Linked DNA regions of Sus scrofa: region 2 is linked to region 1. Evidence: chromatin contacts called from public promoter capture Hi-C data. All regions are on one chromosome and are shown on one strand. Each heading gives the region's core, a stretch centred on a gene start, on an enhancer-like site or on the middle of the called end of the contact. The rest is flanking DNA. Distances are from core to core; before and after follow the strand shown.

What was found. Promoter capture Hi-C pulls out the DNA fragments that hold promoters and counts their contacts.
Region 2: a contact with region 1 is called in a promoter capture Hi-C map of liver, with 10 times the contacts expected there. The contact joins the promoter of GPR182 here to the promoter of NACA in region 1. A contact is called at or near these places in 2 of 5 promoter capture datasets (fetal liver and liver), 1 of 47 Hi-C or Micro-C datasets (liver) and 1 of 2 datasets of contacts at active chromatin or transcription factors (alveolar macrophages).

Annotation. Positions count from the first base shown.
Region 1 is chr5:22,055,943-22,059,965 of Sscrofa11.1, forward strand. It overlaps NACA (nascent polypeptide-associated complex subunit alpha), which reads right to left and starts at 2,154. Exons shown (of 9, transcript XR_002343981.1): 1 at 1,893-2,154; 2 at 1,008-1,105.
Region 2 is chr5:22,301,459-22,305,481 of Sscrofa11.1, forward strand. It overlaps GPR182 (G-protein coupled receptor 182), which reads left to right and starts at 2,010. Exons shown (of 2, transcript XM_003126290.4): 1 at 2,010-3,177; 2 at 3,683-4,023. The coding sequence starts at 3,699.

The DNA of each region.
Region 1 (4,023 bases), core at 904-3,403:
GTAGTTCAAGACTTCATATGGCTCATTTCCTAGCTCGGAGGGCCCCTCCTATTTCTTTTCTAGCAGCTGTATTAATCCCTTCAGCTGCTAAAATCAGACAGGTGGGGAAAGAGAACCTTAATGCTTTCAACTATAAACAACTCTAATTCCAAAAGGCGACAGAAATTGCCCTTAAGTGACAGGTGGAATTTTGGGAAAAAAAAAAAAAAAAAAGAAAGAAATTACCATGGGGGGGGGCAGGTGGTGAGGATGAAGTCACAGCCTGAATATTCCTTTCAGTTAATTTTGCATAACTGTCTCAGCAAGAAGACTATTATAAAACAATTTTTTTCCACTACCCCTCTTAAAGTTTATAGAGAGGTATTTTAATCAGAACTAAAAACTTGCCTTTACACTATGTTCTATATCCATTAATTCCAAAGCTGAAGAGCGGTCAAAAGGCTCTATCCCAATCCTGGGTTCCAGACAAGCTGTTCCAGCACACTAGAAACATCTCAGCACCAATCCATAAAACAAGATAACCAATCTTGGAGGGCCCTGGATCCCAGTAGGACACATTTACCACCAGCACACATCTCATCCAAACATGTGATGATGGCACAATGCCAAGCACTGCCATCTAAAACCTTGATGCAACTTGGTGGCTGGAACTTCACAAAAGCTCAAGTCTCCTTGGCCTGCCAGTGGGTCACCTAGTTTCAATAAGTAAGGATCACTGAGCCTCTTCCCTGCTCCGTTTTCCTATGTGGGGGGAGGGTTCCATAGCACAACTCCCTTTGAGGTAGGTGCCATAATATACAAAGCAGGCCAGGGAGCTTTTAATACTCTTGAATCTCAAATATACTTTATTCCACTCCCTAAGGAAGTCCCTTCAAGACATTCACTATCAGGTGCTCCCCGTCTTTAATAGAGTTAACACTAAAAGACTGAAGTGTATTGTCTTCGTCATGTTACCACCAAATGGTTTTAGGGTCAATCTTAATTAACAAGGATCTAGGGGAACCTACCTGTCTCAGCCTGGGGCTGTGGCAACTCCTGCTCTGTAGCAGGAACGGTTTCTGTGGCTTCACCGGGCATTTCTGAAGGAAGGGAATAAAAAGGAGGCCTGAATTGACTCGGATCCGTTCTGCTGCCCAACCCAGTCAAATACTCTTTAAAATTTTGCATAAGACGGGTGTTCGGGAGAACCCTCCCCACACTGGTGAGAAATACGACGTAATCCTCTGATGAAGAGAATCACCTTCTATTATCGCTTTTTCACTCCCACAAAGCGGATTTCTCAGTACCCAGGAATTTGTTTCATTCAACACTCCAAATCCTACAGAGCAGCAATCATCGCTGCATTCTCAATCCGAGGGAGAGAATCCCCGTCAGGCTCCCTAGCATGGGAGACGGAAGACGCTATACTGAACCACCTCTCCCTCCTCACCCCCTCTCCTGGGTCACGACCTCCAGGACTCCCGTCTGCCCGACTTTCGGGAACCAGGAGAGGAAAGGTGACCTCAGTCCCAATATTCACTTGTCACACTAAAGAAGGGTGTGTGTGTGTTGGGGGGGAATGTTCCAACGCTATGACCCCTCAACCTCCTCTGGGTCCTCGTGAAGCCGTTTCCAACAGCAGACGCACCCCACTTCCATCCCCACAGCCGCAATGGCTCCCATTTACCCAGCCCTGGACTCCCGGCTCACGGCCTTTCTGCCCTACTGCCAGGATATAAACAGCAGACCCCATTTTGTCCGGGGGCCCCAAGGCCACACTGCCCAGGGCAGAGTAGGAACCCGGTGGCCCCATAAAACCTCCAGTTCGCCTTAGCTGATAGTCCTCGGGACGGCTCAGCCAGCAAGAAAGGCGGATGGCTGCGGATAAAAGTAGTGGCGAAGACAGCACTTACTGTGCGGGGAACGCGGAACCAAGATGGCGGCAGAAAGAGAGCGAGCGAGAGCGTGACCCACGCCTGTTGCAGAAGGAAGCCTGGCGGAGGGGGCGGGGCCAGGATCCGATTCCGGGTCAGGAGCTGCCTGTAGTCACTTCCTACCAGTGAGCCGTCCGGCTGTTCCCCGGGAAGGGTGGTGACAAGGTCTAAATAAGGGTAAGAATTCAGAACGCGACGCGCTGGCCTGGCAGGAACTCTGCTCCGAGCCGTGTAGTCCTTAGATAGCCGACACCTTCCTGTCCCCCAGGTCGAGGGATTTTTGATACGCGAAGGGCAACTGTGTGAGAAACAACCTTTGCTTTCCTGTTGGCAATGTAGCCCACTGCGGTGTTACTACTGACTTCCTTTTCTCAGGAAGGAATGTAGGAAAACGTGAGGTATTAAATAATATTCCAATGCCACAGAGATTGTTCACACCACTGGAAGGTAGCTGAGACTTAGGTTAACCCTCGATTGTCTTATTTTTGGAGTATATAATTTAGACTGAAATTATCAAGGCATAAATTCCCCTCACAAAAAACGAGCATAGGCACACATACAATTCTTTTTGCCTCTATTTTGGACACTTTATCTTGAAACACATCTGTTCTAGAGGCTCAGGACCCCACACTTTACAAAGTAAGTTTTTTTTTTTTTGTTTGTTTTTTTTTTTGGTCTTTTTAGAGCCACACCCACAGCATATGGAGGTTCCCAGGCTAGGGGTCTAATCAGAGCTGTAACTGCTGGCCTACACCGCGGCCACAACACCAGATCAGAGCCGCATCTGCGACCTACACCACAGCTCATGGCAACGCCGGATCCTAACCCACTGAGGGAGGCCAGGGATTGAACCCGCAACCTCATGGTTCCAAGTTGGATTCGTTTTCGCTGCGCCACTAAGGGAACTCCCAAAAGTAGGAGTTTGTTTTTGTTTTTGTCTTTTTGCCATTTCTTGGGCCGCTCCTGCGGCATATGGAGGTTCCCAGGCTAGGGGTCGAATCGGAGCTGTAGCTGCCAGCCTACACCAGAGCCACAACAACGCAGGATCCGAGCCGCGTCTGCGACCTACACCACAGCTCACGGCGACGCTGGATCTTTAACCCACTGAGCGAGGCCAGGGATCGAACCCTCAACCTCATGGTTCCTAGTCAGATTTGTTAACCACTGCACCACGACGGGAACTCCAAAAGTAGGAGTTTTGAAAGGTAGATTGTAACAAGTGTTTTGTAAATGAAAAGGCTAGGGTATTGATTCCAATATCCTTTCTCCAAAAGGACGCAACAATTACTAAATCAGCCAACGCTACTTGAGCTACTGGCTTTAAGACAATTTTGGCTGCCTTTTAAGATAAGCAGAGCACTTAAATGTACTGAAAACTACTTTAAATTTTCTGGTATTTTGCCATAATAAACTGAGGCTTAGGGTTAATGAATTAGGATTAAATGAAAAAGAGGAGTTTATCAGGAATGAAAAATTCTGACATTTTCTTCAAATAGGAGAAGCGATGTTGTGGATATGAATATGAATTTTATTTTTATTACAGCATAGTTGATTTGCAGTGTTGTGTCAATTTCTGCTGTATAGCATAGTGACCCAGTCATACATATATACACATTCTTACTATACTGTCTTCTCATACTATCTTCCATCATGTTCTAACCCAAGAAGTTGGACATAGTTCCCTAGGCTGTACAGTAGTACCCCATTGCTTATCCATTCTGAACGTAATGAACACGGATTTTGAAGCCAGACTCCTTTGAATCTTGGCTTGATTACCTAATGGTGACCTTGGGCAATTAACATATTTATCTCAGTTTCCTTATCTATAAAATGGGGATAATAGTAGCTACTTGATAGGATTTTTAGGAAGATTAATTACATTACTTAAAAAATGTTTATTGTTACTATTAAAATTGTTGATAGAAATTCTACCAAAGTAAATAGTGACCCAGGAGATTTGTCAATGCAGTCAGTCAGTCAGTCCATGTACCTTCAGAAGAAAGGGCCAGGTCCTTTAGACAAATAAAGCTACATTTTGACCATTTCTCTTTGCCAGCAAGTCCGCTGACTTTTCTAACTCTGCCAATGATTAGCTAAGGAAGAATGTATT
Region 2 (4,023 bases), core at 760-3,259, 250 kb after region 1:
AAAGCAAAAAACAAAAGCCCAATCAAAAAATGGGCAGAAGGAGTTCCCGTCGTGGCGCAGTGGTTAACGGATCTGACTAGGAACCATGAGGTTGCGGGTTCGGTCCCTGGCCTTGCTCAGTGGGTTAACGATCAGGCATTGCCGTGAGCTGTGGTGTAGGTCGCAGATCCAGCTCAGATCCCACGTTGCTGTGGCTCTGGCAGAGGCTGGCAGCTACAGCTCTGCTTCAACCCCTAGCCTGGGAACCTCCACATGCCACAGGAGCGGCCCAAGAAATAGCAAAAAGACTAAAAAAAAAAAAAGGGCAGAAGACCTAAAGACATTTCTCCAAAGAAGACACATAGATGGCCAATAGGCGTATGAAAAAAATGCTCAATATTGCTAATTATCAGAGAAATGCAAATCAAAACTACAATGCAGTATCACCTCATACCAGTCAGAATGGCCATTATAAAAAGTGTATAAATAATAAATGCTAGTGAGGGAGTGGAGAAAAGAAAACTTCTTACCCTGTTGGTGGGAAATGGTGCAGCCACTGTGGAAAACAGTACAGTGGTTCCTTAAAAGAAATAAAAATAGAACTGCCATATGACCCAGCATATGGCCATATGTCCCAGTCTTGGACATTATCTGGAGAAAAACTCTAAATCAAAAAGATACAGTGCACTCCAATGCTCATAACTGCACTATTTACAATAGCCAGGAAATGGAAGCAATCTAAATATCTATCAACAGATGAGTGGATAAACATGTGATGATACACACACACACGCGCACACACACGCGCGCGCACGCACGTGCACATGGAATATTACTCGGCCATAAAAAAGAATGAAATAATGCCACTCGCCACAACATGGATGGACCTAGAGATTATCATACTAAGTGAAATGAATCAAAGACAACATGTTATAACAAATAACACTTAAATGTGGAATATAAAATATGATACAAATGAACTTATTTACAAAACAGAAACAGACTCACAGACATAGAAAACAAATTTATGATTACCAAAGGAGAAAGGAGATTGGGAAGGGATAAATTAGGAGTATGGGATTAGTGGATACAAACTACAAATTATATATTATATATAAAATAGATAAACAAGGTCCTACAAAAATTAACACAACATTATAAATCAACTATTTTTTCTTTTTGTCTGTTTTTTTAGGGACACACTCATGGCACATGGAGGTTCCCAGGCTAGGGACTGAATTGGAGCTACAGCTGCCGGCCTATACCACAGCTCACAGCAAAGCCAGCAAGGCCCACTGAGCAAGGCCAGGGATCAAACCTGTGTCCTCAGGGATACCAGTCGGGTTCATTAACTGCTGAGCCATGATGGGAACTCCTAAATCAACTATACTTTAACAAAATTTTTAATTTTTTAATGAGGAACTATATTTAATATCCTAATAATAAACCATAATGGAAAAGAATATGAAAAAGAATAAATATAATTGAACCACTTTGCTGTACACCAGAAACTATCAAAACATTGTAAGTCAACTAGATTTCAATTAAAATTTTTAAAAATAGGAGTTCCTGTCATGGCTCAGTGGTTAACGAATCCGACTAGGAACCATGAGGTTGCAGTTTTGATCCCTGGCCTTGTTCAGTGGGTTAAGGATCCAGCATTGCCGTGAGCTGTGGTGTAGGTTTCAGACGCGGCCCAGCTCCCATGTTGCTATGGCTCTGGCGTAGGCTGGTGGCTACAGCTCTGATGAGACCCCTAGCCTGGGAACCTCCATATGCCATGGGAGCGGCCCTAGAAAAGACAAAAAAAAATTTTTTTTAAATATTATGCTAAGTGGAAGAAAAGGTGCAAAGGTCATATATGTGATTCCATTTATATCAAATATCCTTAATAGGTAAATCCAGAGAGACAGAAAGCAGAGTAGCTGGTTGATCGCCAGGAGCTGAGGGGAGATGGGATTCGAGAGTGAGTGCTTAATGGGTGTGGGGTTTCCTTTTGGGGTGATGACAATATTTTGGACTTAGATAAAAGTGGTGGTTGCATAACAATGTGAATGAACTAAATGCCACCAGATTGTAAACTTTAAAATGGTTAATACTGTCATAGGGATTTCACCTTAATTAAATTTATATATATCCAAGCCTCTCCAGCCAACACACTCCCAGCCCTACAGCCTACAAAACATGGGCCCAGGTCCAGGTGGCTCTGCTCTCTTCTCAGTGTGGCCTGTGGGGGACAGGCAAGGTCTCTGAATAAGGAACCCCATCCTCCCCTCCCACAGGAGTTCCCCAGGGATCAAATAACTAAGGTGAAAGTGCTCTGAGCAGCAGGAGCCATGCTGACACAAGATGCTCACCAATAACACAAATTGGGGGCTCCGAGCCTTCTCCTTGGCTTGGAGGGAGAGAGAGGCATGTGTCTGTCTCTCTCTCTAAGCTTGGTCTGTGTGCTGTGTGTGTGTGTCTCTCTCTCTCCCGTCCTTCCTCTCCCCATCCAGGAGTCTCCCTGAAGCTCAGCACTGCCCTTTCCACCACACTGCATTCAGTCTTACCTCTCTCTAGATTCTCACTTTGGATTGCAAGATGAAGGCTGGGGAATGCCAGGGGTGCCATTGAGTAGAAGTGTCAGAGTGATAACAATTCTAATTTTCAGATTTCTTTTAGCCCTCCCACCCCCAGCCAGTTCTGCTTTGGTGAGAATCCAGACAGACATAGGAGAGTGGGATTCCAATCTGATTTAGAGAGGGTAAAATGCATATGTAAAGCATTTACCACAGGGCCAGCCTTCTGCTCAGCACATCACCTGAATAGCTCATTTAATTCTTGGAACACCTCTATTAGTAGATACTACTGTTGTCCCATTTTGCAGAAGACAGAACTGAGGTTAAAAGAGATAAACTCACAGAGCTGCAAGAGTCTGGATTTTAATGCTTGCAGCCTGACTCCTCCCTGTCACCGCCACACTGGATCTTTTGCTGTGATTTCCCCTCTAACTGGATTGGGGGAAGGCAGGAAAAGCCCTGACCCTCTCCCACAGAGCCTCAGCCAGTAATACTGCTTTCCGGATGAGAGGGGCGGCCCTGAAGTCCGAAGCAAAGCCAGCCCCACAGCCACAGTCCCTCCAGCCTCATTGCAGCTCCCCAACAGTCCAGACCTGCCCACCCTTCAGGACCAGAGGTTCTCCTACCACCGGCTCAGGTGAGAGTCGCCCTTTCTCAGGGAAGAAGGGAGTGAGTGGGGCCTGGAGACAACTGGTTTTCCTGCATAAGCCACAGATGTTTCCAAAGATGAACTGAAAGAGTGTGTGTGTGTGTGTGTGTGTGCGCGTCAGTCACACACAAGGCCCAAATAGCCTGACACAGAAAGAGCCCCTAAGGAAGGCTGTATGAAACGGCCAAGGGGTGAAGTGCCAGGAGAGAAGTGGCGGTTGAGCCCCCTGGGCTGGAGGAGGGTGGCATTGGCCGGGACTGGGAAGAAAGCACTGAGACCCCTTATCAAAACACTTCTGCTCTTGGGTCAAAGCTGCCAGTGAGTTGTGTACTATTGACGCACAGTTTGAATGTTACGCTTCCTTCCATTTCTCCCCTCTTCTGACCCAGACTCTTTCCCCAAAGCCTCCAGGTCCCTGTGGCCTACCAGCTTGGGGACAGGTGGCTGCTTTCAAGGCCCCCTTTCTCTTCCAACCCTCCCTTCTTCCCACCAGACACTTGCTGGTCCTCATGTCCACCACGGGGCCCAGCGTGGGGCCTGCCAGCGACTTGGGAGAGATCCACAACTGGACCGAACTGCTCCACTTCTTCAATCACACCCTGCCTGAGTGCCACATGGAGCTCAGCGAGGACACCAAGCGAGTGGCCCTCTTCGTGCTCTACCTGGCCATCTTCGTCGTCGGGCTGGTGGAGAACCTTCTGGTGATCTGCGTCAACTGGCACAGCTCGGACCGCGCAGGCCTGCTGCGCCCCTACGTCCTCAACATGGCCATCGCAGACCTGGGCATCGTCCTGTCTCTGCCCGTGTGGATGCTGGAGGTCACGCTGGACTACA